2 separate regions of the Mus musculus genome follow, and region 1 is linked to region 2. The links are chromatin contacts, called in public Hi-C maps. All regions are on one chromosome and are shown on one strand. Each heading gives the region's core, a stretch centred on a gene start, on an enhancer-like site or on the middle of the called end of the contact. The rest is flanking DNA. Distances are from core to core; before and after follow the strand shown.

Evidence for each region. A called contact is a pair of places that touch in the nucleus more often than the background predicts.
Region 1: a Hi-C map of the N1E-115 cell line shows a contact between it and region 2, with 7 times the contacts expected there. The contact joins two enhancer-like sites. A contact is called at or near these places in 5 of 484 Hi-C or Micro-C datasets (the N1E-115 cell line, cortical neurons, embryonic stem cells and 1 more), 1 of 115 datasets of contacts at active chromatin or transcription factors (embryonic stem cells) and 2 of 9 other capture datasets (adipose tissue and embryonic stem cells).

What each region holds. Positions count from the first base shown.
Region 1 is chr5:100,235,734-100,241,592 of GRCm38.p6, forward strand. It overlaps the pseudogene Gm8091. Among named protein-coding and RNA genes, the nearest start is that of Gm36304, 21 kb to the left of the region's middle. Within about 2 kb of position 4,133, at least 37 of the 459 cell types and tissues checked have an H3K27ac peak or open chromatin away from gene starts, as enhancers often do. A contact at or near this core is called in the N1E-115 cell line, where this site is marked.
Region 2 is chr5:100,110,559-100,116,584 of GRCm38.p6, forward strand. All of the region lies in intron 1 of Tmem150c (transmembrane protein 150C), which reads right to left. It overlaps Gm36167 (a long non-coding RNA gene), which reads left to right. Exons shown (of 4, transcript XR_880476.3): 2 at 13-206; 3 at 660-777; 4 at 887-5,103. Among named protein-coding and RNA genes, the nearest start is that of Gm36167, 3.8 kb to the left of the region's middle. Within about 2 kb of position 3,448, at least 6 of the 459 cell types and tissues checked have an H3K27ac peak or open chromatin away from gene starts, as enhancers often do. A contact at or near this core is called in the N1E-115 cell line, where this site is marked.

The sequences.
Region 1 (5,859 bases), core at 2,883-5,382, 130 kb after region 2:
ATGTCTTTTCCTTATCTTTTCAATGCTTATAGACATAAATTTGTAACATATTTACATAGAGCATACATATGCATACCTAAGAACTTTAAATGTTTTTATCTTACACAAAACAATGGTCCCTTTCATAGTGTTGTTTTCCTTCTAATACTATTGGCTAGTCTTCCCATCCATTATATAAGACCATCTTTTCTCTTTTTCTTTCATTTAAAGCATTCTCCTTTAATGGCTCAACTTTCTACTACTGAGTCTTCAGGAGCTTTCCTGCAGGTTGCAATGTTTTATCTTTGAGGAAATTGCTCAAAAAGTAGCTAACCTTAACTCTTACTGCCTTTATCAGAGTTTAAACACGTGTTCAAATTTTATAAAGGCAGCCTGGATCCCAGAAGTCGAAACTGACTTCTTCAATCTTTGTACAACCTTCCACTCCAGGGGTTCATGATACCGTTGCCCCTGTTGGTCCTGAAATACTGGGAAGGCCCCTGCAACAGTGGGCACATTTTTCCAGATTTCTGCATGAAGACTATGCTTTCCCCTTTTGTCTCCCTCATCTTTATAGTGGGGAGGAGAAGGCCACGGAGGGGATGATGGTTCGGGCGGCCTACCGCGCCTCAAACTCCAGCGGGACATCCGACTACAGACGTCACTGTCGCTATCAGTCCCGTCGCTGTCACTAGTAGACCCTTCAGAGGTAGATTCCTTCTTCTCTTTCTTATCTTTGGTTTGTTGTCTAAGCTGTTTAGGTTTTTGGCAGCTAGCCTGAGAAGCAATCTCCTTAGCCTCCTCAAGCGCCGCTCCTTCCTCTATTTCAGCATTGTACTTTCCACTGTCGTCCCTCAAGCACGCCCTGACCAAGATTCAGATGGCTAACATTTTTACTTTCATTTTTCGCAGTTGAACCCATATTGTTTAAATTCTCTCCGTCTCTATATCTGAGATCCTTAGTGCTTCGTCCCCCTTTTTCCCCCTGGGAACCTTACCTTCGTCTCTATACCTGAGACCCTTAATGCTTTGTCCCTTTTTTCCCAGGAACCTTACTGAGTTTCTCCTTCACGAAGAGAGACAATCACTTCAAACCTCTCCAAAAAGAAACTGAGCTTAGATACACCAACCTTCCACCAAGGTGTTGCTCTCTCTAGCAGAATAAGTTTACTTTTCAACCACCTTCTGGTGATTTAATTATCTGCCAGGCACTGTAGTTCCCTCCTTGTAGATAATTTTTCTCAAGTCTCTGAGGTTACCTGTCCGTACTATCTATGCAAGTCCCATTTTTAAAATGTAAAGCTGCCTGGTCTATAATTTAGATCACTTTGGACATTTGCCTCTGCTCTGCTCTGCCTCTCCTTTCTGGCCTTGATACACCCATCCTATCTATTTGACTTGTCTACTAAAATCTGAATGCCTTCCATATGGAAACTGCATTTTCCTTCACCCTTTACAAGATGGCATCACTCTGATCACTCATTTTCAAGTATCAAAAGTTCCACAGACTCTTACAGTCTAACTAAAGAGATTCTAAACTGGCCACTTACCTAAATTTCCTTACCGCTGTTTACTAAAGTTTCCTTACCCCTGCTTACCAAAATTTCCTTACCGCTGCTTACCAAAAATTTCCTACCGCTGTTTACCAAAATTTTCCTACTGCTGCTCTTATCAAAATTTCCTTATCTCTGCTTACTAAAATTTTCTTACTTACCATTGCTGACCGACACGATGACCCCATACAGGCACTTGACGCAGTCCTTCGAGCCAGCGGCGACAAGAACAACATGGACACCAAGTTGGGTTCACGCAACAGATTCTTTACTTGTTCTCCTTCTTGCGGCTTTTCTTACAAAACTCCCCTTACAACAGCTTCTCTTACTACAACTAGCTTCTACTTAGGGCAAGGGCTAAAACAACTCTTATTACAACAACTTCTCTTACTACTACTTCTACTCATGGCAAGGGCTAAAACAAACTCCTATACTCGTGCCGACTGACCTCCTTCTAGCTCCACCCCACCTCATCCAATCAGAATTTATACATGCTCCAGGCACGAGCCTAGGTCGGTCACTGATAGTCTGACAGGTCCGGATCATGAGGAACAGTCCAGCCTGGCAGGCAGCCCACGCATGCAGCCTCACCGCGCATGCTCGGGCAAGGCAGTAAACATCTTGGCCCATACGGCCGCATCCGCTTCCTGCAGAGCAGAACCTGTAGAATTTGTATATTATTAAGAGAGATTGATCAGATTGGCTTACACATCAGAGGCTGGGTAGTCCAGCAGTGCTGACCTGCATGCTGGCTGATACAGAAGGCAGATAGTTTTAGCAGTCCCCATCCAGTCCTGACAGCTTGGATGGTCCCTGAAGAGTGATTGGCACAGAGTCCACATTGAAGATGCTCTTTGCCACTGAGCCATCTCTTCCAGTCCCTACTTAGCAAATTTTGTTGAGCTTTAATATCACAAATCACAGATACACTGCCACTTGGGTTGGCCAGTGTTCTGGTTCTGGGTGAGCTCTAGAGGGTTTGCATGTCTGTTTTATTTCTCAGTCTAGGGGAAAATTCATTAACATTCGAAGAGCCGTAATGAGGAAACCACCCTGCAGTTAACACAGGACCAAATAGCTCACATATCGGATTTGCTACACTGTTTCCATTTTCAGTTATCTCACCTTCGGAGTCTGTAGTTACAGGAAGGAAATACATTTTCACTGGTAAATGGCGACACCACTGGCTGGAAGCACCGCGTGGGTACTTCCCAGCATCCCCTGTTCTCTAGCGTGGTCTAACTTGAGTTCCGCCTTATTTCTAGCCACGGATGGGGATCTGTGGCTCGGTTCCCTAAATGGTGAGCTGTGCTCTTTGTCTCTGAAATACTACGGTGTCCTGCTTGCCATGCAGGGGCCTGCCAGCACATCCAGGAGGAGCAGGTTACCTGCAGAGGGGAATCCTACACATGGAATATTTTGCTTACTATAGACAAGGCAGTCCCTCACAGTGACCCACAGGAAGAGAGGAGTTGGGGGCACCAGCGAGCTGCTGTCAACTCAGCACGTTTCAAGTGAATCCTCTCTGCTTCCAACACACACTTTCAATACATACTTGATTGGTTTGACTCTTAACCTTCTCCCTGTTGCCCTCTCCTGGCAGCAAAGGCATGAAGGGCTAAGAGAGAGAGAGCATGCCTGTTAAGAGTCTTTATAGTTTTAAGATTCTCCCTCTGCCTGGGCACCCGTGCTAGAAGATTCTGCTAATTTAGTAATTTCTATTCCTGTTTCTCTTTGGAAACACTTGGCCTTTAGTATCCAGAAATCCCTACACCACCACCTGGGCATCCGAGGGCTCAATATTCCACACTGGCCCTAAAATTAACCAAAGTTACTCACAATGTGATCCACCTACTCATTTGGACAAATATTGATACAAAGCAAACGAATGGTTCATCATTACAAATGCCAAGCTCTGAACTGAGCAGAACTTAAAAGTCCATGTGCCATGCATATATGCATTCAATAGCCATTAGTGTGTGTGTGTGTGTGTGTGTGTGTGTGTGTGTGTGAGAGAGAGAGAGAGAGAGAGAGAGAGAGAGAATAAACCTGACAAAGAGGAATATGGAAGGTGTATGGGAAGAGCCAGAAGGAGGAAAAGGAAGAAATTGTGTAATCAATTTATAACCTCATAAAGAAAAAAAGACAAAAAGAGAAAATCTGTATGTGCAATATTTTAGATTAAATAAACAAGGTCAAGTTCTGTCCACTAGGAAAGACAGCAGACCCATAGACACAGATACACACACATAACACATACACAGACACACACACACATGCACACAAACAGACACACACAGACGTACACAACCACACACACACACATACACACAGAAAGACACACAGACAGACAGACTCAAACAGACAAACATGCAGACAGGTAGACAGACATGTCAGACACACACATGTACTTGCATGTGTGCACACGCGCAAACACACACAGAGCTGCTTTCGATCTCTTGATGGTAATTACTTGTGACATGCTTCGGCATGGAAGCAGCTAAGAGCAGTTTAAGAGAGAGTCAGTTGGCAGCACATCCGTTGAGTGGAAGCATGCTCTGGTAAATTGCATTACCTCAGCCCCCATTCTTATCTGTGTGTCACACTTGTCTTATAGGAAATAAGCAGTGTACAGAGAAATGTGCCCGGTCCTGAGAAAACCTGACTCATCCCCAGCTGCTAGCAGATGCAGGTTGCTTTGGCTTCTCTTTTGTCCTGTGTAATCCCTACTAATCTTAGAAATTCTACTCGGAACTCTTCACAATGAGGCATTCTTCCCCTAAGAAGGGAGCTTGCCCACACTCTTTAACTTTTCAAATTTATGAACCTGTGAAATGCATCTTTAAGACAAGCAAGTGAGGAGGGTGAATTTTCATACTCAAGGCTGAATTACATCAGCTATCCAGACAATGGGCATCTACTAGGAGCCCCCTGCCAGGTGACCACCCAGATGACAGCCTCTGCAGGTTACAGCTCTCAGGCACTCGCTGGTTCCTGTGGTCAACCAAAGCTCCCTAAGGCCAGGTGTCTGGGTATCTGTTCAGTGAATGTAAAAAAAAAAAAAAAAAAAAAAATCAGTAATCCCTGTTAACAAGGACAACAACTAATCCCTGTTAACAACGATTAACAACAACGATTTTATGCTGTTTGGAAACAGACCAAGTAAGGACCATCTAAGCCCACACTAAAGGAATTTAAACACTTAAAGAAGCAGGTGTTATTGATGGGGTTGGGTGTGTAGCTCAGTGATAGACACTTGTCCAGTACGATCTGGCCTCACTCCCCAGCCCCTCACATGCACACATACAAAAAGAGTTGACAGAAGGGTAGACTTGGCTCCTGAAGAGAAGCATAGACAGGAGAAGGAACGTCATTCCCATAAAACTTCTGCAAGGACTTCCATCCGCCTTGGTCCTTGCCAGTGGGGAGGCTTCTGATGAAATCATCTTAGAGTGTCACTTTTGATGAGAACAGGAGATAAAAAAAAAAAAAAACTGCTTCGGCAGCTTAAGGCAAGGTTTCAGAGAGCAGCGGACCTAGGAAAGTCCTTGCTGGAGGCCAGAGTAGAGCTCTGGTACTTGGTTCCTTGTTCTCTCTTCTCTCCTAAATGAGCGTTTCCACCTAGAACACTAGCTCTCAACCTTACCAGTGCTTCGACCCTTTAATACAGTTCCTCGTGTCGTGGTGACCCCCAACCACAAAATTAATTCATTGTTATGAATCATGCTATAAATATCTGAGATGCAGGGTGAGACCCACAGGTTGAGAACCACTGGTCTAGACGTTGTATCTGTGTCATTGAGACTCCAGTCCAGACATGAACTCCCCCTGGTGGTCAGCTTTGGGGCTGGATCTCTGAATTTTCATGAAACGGATTATATTTGTTCCCCAATTTTAGCCCACTCCTAAGTGACATTAGGGTCTCCCCAATTAATAGATCAATGTTACAGGAGCCTTAAAGAACTTCCAGGATGGACCTTCCCTAATGGAATCTGCCTTTGGTCCTGGGTGAAGATATGACATCATGAACTGCTCCAAAGAGTAGAACATTATATATTGCTGTATCTTCCATTAAGAGTTCATCTAGATGGGTCTGTTGATCGTGTGGACAAAAGGCAACCTTTTAAAGAGGCTTACTCACCTAAAGCCACATTAAAGAGATGGGACGAGTAATTATTACCTTAATGAGGTAATGTACTTTCCCTTCCCAGGAACCCTGTCCTCTGTTCTCTCACCCATACAGCTACCACCATGCAGCTCTGGTAAGCCTGCCTGCTGCTAAGTCGTGGTGTTGCTTGCTGGCATCCATTGCTGAACATGTAAGCCT
Region 2 (6,026 bases), core at 2,198-4,697:
TGGTTTTTCTAGACCCAGAGATACAATCAGCACGAGGATATGGAAAGGGGAGCCAACAAATAAGTCCCCAGCCCAGAGATGAAAGGTACTTTCACCCCATCCTGAGTTCTGAATGTCACAAGAGTCAGGTGACCTGGTATCACCTTAAGAGTCTATGACGACTTCCCCTGATCAACAGATACAAGCAGCATCATTAAATCTACAAGGTCAGTCCCCTACCACAAAAATTTTAAGAATGCTGGCAAATCAAACCACACCATGCAATACAGTTGTAGTGAAGAATTTCCGTAAAATGTTGCCATTCCCCAAATATGATGGTTTCTAAACAGAACCAGCAGTGACTGTTTTTTTTTTTCCTCCACCATTCTTTTGATTTCTAAAAGCAGTCACCCTCATTCACCTGGCAGATGACTATAGGGTCCCCCTATATACATGGCCCAGAGGACTCTTTCTCTTAGAACTAGATGGAACTTACTGTTCCATGCCGTGCAAAGATAACCCCCAGAGGAAATCCCTTCACTAGCACCTGGATCCACTGTGACCTGACTTTCCCTGCAGCCTCTCAATTCACCTACCTGGTTATGAATAACAACAAGCACTACCCATGTATGGATGATTTGACTTTGCTTCCTAGTTGAGAACAATCTCATTTTACTCAGGACAGCAATGTGCTCAGCCCAAGGACACCATATATGCCCTGACTGGATAAGCCAAACAGCCGCCTCACCTTCCTTTGACAAGTTACCATTCCAGACTCTCTTGGACCTGGCCACTGAGGTACAAAAGGAAGTGCCCTGGATGGTAAATGGGAAGGGTTTGTATCCTCAATGATGGGAAGAAAACTTTTTCCATCTATGTTCCTTCTTTCTCACTTGGGATGGTGCAGTAAAACTCCAGTACCTGGTGCTATGGCATCTGCTATGTAGCCATGAGACAATAAACATGAGGATCCGAAGCCACCACAGTGACCATGGGTGAATAGAAGGCAGAAGAACACGTTCTTGGTGACATCATTAAAGGTCCAGCTCCACCCATCTCCACGCAAAACGGAGGTCAATTAGTTTTCATTACAGGCTGGCATAGTGCTAGACTGTCCGCTCACCTCCTACTATGACCTGGGAAGTGGCCACTCACCTGTACTATGATAAGTACCCTCTCTTGCAGGGGTGGCTTTGTGAGGAAACTCGCCCCAAAGAATATGAGGAAAGATTCATTTCACAACAATGGGACAAGGTTCCTTCCTTCTAGAGATGTGTTCCAAGGCATTTAGATACCAACTGTCTGTCACCCAATAAAATTTCAACAGAGAGATGAAAAAGCTAGAAATAAAGTGCAGTAGCTGCATGACTGTACGGCTGCATGGCCACACAGCAGCATGGGTGCATGGATGCACAGTAGCACTGATGCATGGCTTCATGGCCGCATGGCTGCACGGTTGCATGGCTGCATGGTTGCACAGTTGGATGGTTGCATGGCTGCAAGGCCACACAGCAGCATGGCTGCACGGCTGCACAGTTGCATGGCCACACAGCAGCATGGCTGCATGACTGCACAGCAGCATGGCTACATGGCCACACGGCCGCATAGCAGCATGGTTGCATTTGATCCCCAGTGGCTGGGCCTGCTTGGGAAGATTACAGAACCTTTAGGAGGAAGACCCTTGCTGGAGGAATTCTGTCACTGGGGGTAGACTCTAAAGTTTTAGATAGCCTGTTCTTTCTCTTACTTCCTGTGTGTAGACAAAAAAAATGTGATCAACAGCTGCTTGTTCCTTCCTCTGCCACAACCCTCTGCCTCTAGACCTGTACGCCAAAAGTAAGCACCTCTCTCCTCGAAGTTGCTTTTGGTCATGTATTTTATCCGAGCAACAGAAAAGCACCTAATTCAAACCCTAAGAATGGAAGCCAGCGATGTGAACAGATGCATGTAAACGCACACTTAGAGCAGCAGCATTCCCAGCAGCCTAAGACAGAAACAAGCCGAGTGCCTGCCCATCAGTGGGCGAAAAAGTTTGGCACTTTACATACAATGGAATATTACGTAGCTTTGGAGGGGGGCAGACATGGTGGCTCCCATCTGCAATCCCAGCACTCAAGGGTTGTCACAAGTGCAAGGCCAGCCATAAAAAGGGAATTCTGACAAATGCCATTTAATGAACATAAGACAGTGCTGTGTGGTCTCACTTATGGAGACCAAAGTGGCTCAACCAACAGAGACGGCAGGATGGACAGAAAGCAGGTGCTAGCTCTGGGGTGGACTTGGAATGGATGCTTGTATTTCGTGAGTACAGTAAGTCTCCACCTGGAAGTTATGGTTTCTGGGTAACACACTGCCCTTTCTGCCTGGGTAGATGTGATTCTTTCATAGTCTTATTACTGTGTGATTATAATGTGTGTGTGTGTGCATATATTCATGTATGTATATGTTTGTGTGTATGTATAGTATATGTGTGTATACTGCATGTATGTATGTTTGTGTGTGCATAATGTGTGTATGTGTATATATATGTATATAATATGAATGTATAATGTACATACGTGATGTGTATGTATGTGTGATGTGTGTGCATGTATGTGCATGTGTATATATAATGTGCGTGAGTGTACATGTTACTTATGCATAATGTGTGTGTATATATAATGTGTGTATATGTATGTGTGATATTTGTGAATGTCTGCATATGTGCATGCACATGTGAGTATACATCCTCTCTGTGTGTGTGTGTGTGTGTGTGTGATTGTGTATGTGTTCAGAGGATCAAACTCAGGTTGGAGTGCTTGCATGCAGTCTTACACACTATAAACTAAATGGCAGGTTACCCACCTTCTACACTCACACATGCCTTCCAGTTACAGTGGTGGAGCACTGTAGGAAATGGAGATTTTCTGGGAGCCAGGAAAGAGCTGGTGGTGGCAGATTACCAGCTGTCTATGAAAGTCAACGTCCCCTTCTTCCCCTGTGTGAGCAGAAGATCTGGGCACACAGCTGTCCCACTTATGGCAACCCAGTTCCTCTGGGCTGCGGCACAGCTAATGATTAATTTCTTACCAATGGGACATGAACAGGAGGGATTGCCTCTGATCTAAAACAACAGCGACCCTGCACATTCACAACGCTGCAGATGGCCTAGCTGTTATCAGAACCTCCTCTCCCACTGATTCGTAACACCCACCCTCTGTTACATAAATTAAAAAGACAAACAAGCCTTCCATGTTTTAAAGCCATCTTGTCTTTAGATTCTTGTTGCCACAGCGGAATCTTTTCTTCTGTGGCTAATTAGTATATGTAGATGCTGAAGTCCAAACGGCAAAGCCATTGTTCATAAGCTACTGGAAACATCCTATGATCCTTAGGTGACAGTGACATACATAACCTTGCCCTGGGAATTAGGTGATACCCAGGAGACCAGAGTGACCGTGTTTCCCCCAGTCCATGGGAGAGCTGAGGCCAGAGGACGGTGTCCTGACTTTAAAATGGCTAATCTTTCCTACGTATGTAAAAATTTCCAGTTTTCTCTCCCTTGAGAGAGGATTTCATCTAGTCCTGGATGGTTTTAAACTTGCTACATCGTCAGGATGTCCCTGAACTCCTGATCCTCCTGCCTCCACTTCCAAAGTCCTGAAATTACAGGCACACACCACCAGCCCTGGATTCTGTGGTGCTGGGGATTAAACAAAGGTTCCTGCTAGACAAGCCCTCCATCGACTGAGATACCCCCTCAGCCCCATCCTCACAGAGCTTTCATAGATGCACAAATCTAATCCCTACTTGTCAAATACTTCCTGAAGGACTCAAGCCTCCTCTGAGGCAGGGGAAAGCCTGGGTTTTGTCACTGATGTGATTTGTCGATGGTGATGTGATTGTTTGGGGACAGTTCTGAAGTCTATTTGCTTGCCCTTTGGTGTGCAATTATTTCATGTATCTGCCTATTCCAAAGGCAATAAACAACAACAAAAAAGCCATACAATAGTCTGACCGCAAGCCGCCATGTGTGCCCTGGTCCCCAGCTGCGAGACTGCACAACAGCAGCCTCTCTGACACGCCGTGTCAGCTCTGAGCTCTAGAACAAGATTGAGCCCACGAGATGCAGGCTCTCTCTTGCCTAGGCTCTGACATCAATACTTAGTTCAGTGAAGGGAAAACAAGCAAACCTGAAACAAATCAAAGCAAAACAAGAAATGTTCCAGCCAAGTCTCCAGGGACAGAAAACTCCCAGGAACTCCAGGAGATAAAGATCTGACAGGCAAACAGGTTGAAGCTTGCCTGGCTAGTGGGAGAATCCTGACCCTGAGCAAGGAGCAGGACCAGCCATCCCTGACCACTGACGGTGGAGCTCCTTGTCAATCAGCTGCCAGCTTCTTGGTGGATAGTGCTACAAATGCAAAGAAACTGATGATTATTCTTCTACATCCCATTGTATGGACCTCAGGCTAGAGCAAGGGCCACGAGTGTGACCTGGATCAGTGGGGTGATGCATTTTGCTTAACCTTACTAAGCCTCAGTTTTCTCATCACAGCATGGGGTTCATATAGTACCTACTTCTTTGGGTTGCAGTTAAGACTAAGATTTAACCTATCAGTGACATACATGTGCTCTTCCTAACTGGAAAATACACACACACACACACACACACACACACACACACACACACACACGTAATATATATAAATAATTCTTTAAGAAGTCTCTTGGAGATCATTTTATGCCAATGACTTCTCCTGAAGGACAGAAAGCACGTGAAATATACCACCAGAGGTTGTTGGTGCGCAGAGGGTACAGGAGCATGCTGTACGTCATCCGGCATCCTTCCTTCAGCAAGAACTAATCAAAAACTGAACTCACGTCCCCTGAACCCAAGCAGAACGACTCCATCAGCAGAATGGCAACCATCAGAAGCGGGAGCTGATGGAGTGTAGTTAGCTGCCCAGGACCTGATCTTCCAAAGCCAGTGGTCGCTCCACATTTGGTAAATGCTCACTTCCTTCATGCAGATTCTTCCACCATGTAGTACCCTGTATAAAAGCAATCTGGGCAGTCTTTGGATGGCCTTTTCTTCAGTCTCTGCTCCACTCTTTGACCCTACATTGTCCCACCTGGGGATCCATCCCATATTCAGACACCAAACCCAGACACTATTGAGGATGCGAAGAAGTGCTTGCTGACAGGAGCCTGTTATAGCTGTCTCCTGAGAGGCTCTGCCAGAGCCTGCCAAATACAGAGGTGGGTGCTCACAACCAACCATTGGACTAAGCGTGGGGTCCCCAATGGAGGAGTTAGAGAAAGGACTGAAGGAGCTGAAGTGGTTTGCAACCACATTGGAAGAACAATAATATCAACCAACTAGACACCTTCACCCTCCCACCCCCTGCCCAGAGCTCCCAGGGACTAAGCCACATACCAAAGAGTACATAGGGAGGAACCCATGGCTCCAGCTGTGTATGTAGCAGAGGATTGCCTTTTCTGGCATCAGTGGGAGGAGAGGCCCTTGGTCCTGGGAAGGCTCGATGCCCCAGTGTAAGGCAATGCCAGGGCAGGAAGGCAGGAGTGGGTAGGTGGGTGGGTGGGGGAGCACCCTCATAGAAGCAGGGAGAGGGGAGATGAGATGGGGGTTCCCAGAGGGGAAACCAGGAAAGGGGATAACATTTGAAATGTAAATACATAAAATATCCAGTAAAAATAATAAAAGCAACCTGGAGTGGGTCTCATAAATAACTCTTCCTTCCTCCACTTTCTACTGCTCTTTTTGTTACACCCAGAAGGCTACAGATGACAACCGCGCACGTGGCTGTAGATTAAAGGCTGAAACCAGCTTGTTTCTTTTGTTTGCTGTTCTGGGATCACACCCAGGGCCTCACACATACTAGGCAAGCACTCTACCACTGAGCAACATCCCAGACCAAGGGTGGTTCATGTCACACACTGATGCAGCAAGGGTTAAAGGATGCTCTGATAGCAAGTAGATGTGTCTCAGAGAAGGCTTCAGGAGACTGAGTGTCCTGGTTAGCTTACATTGTCAATTTGACACA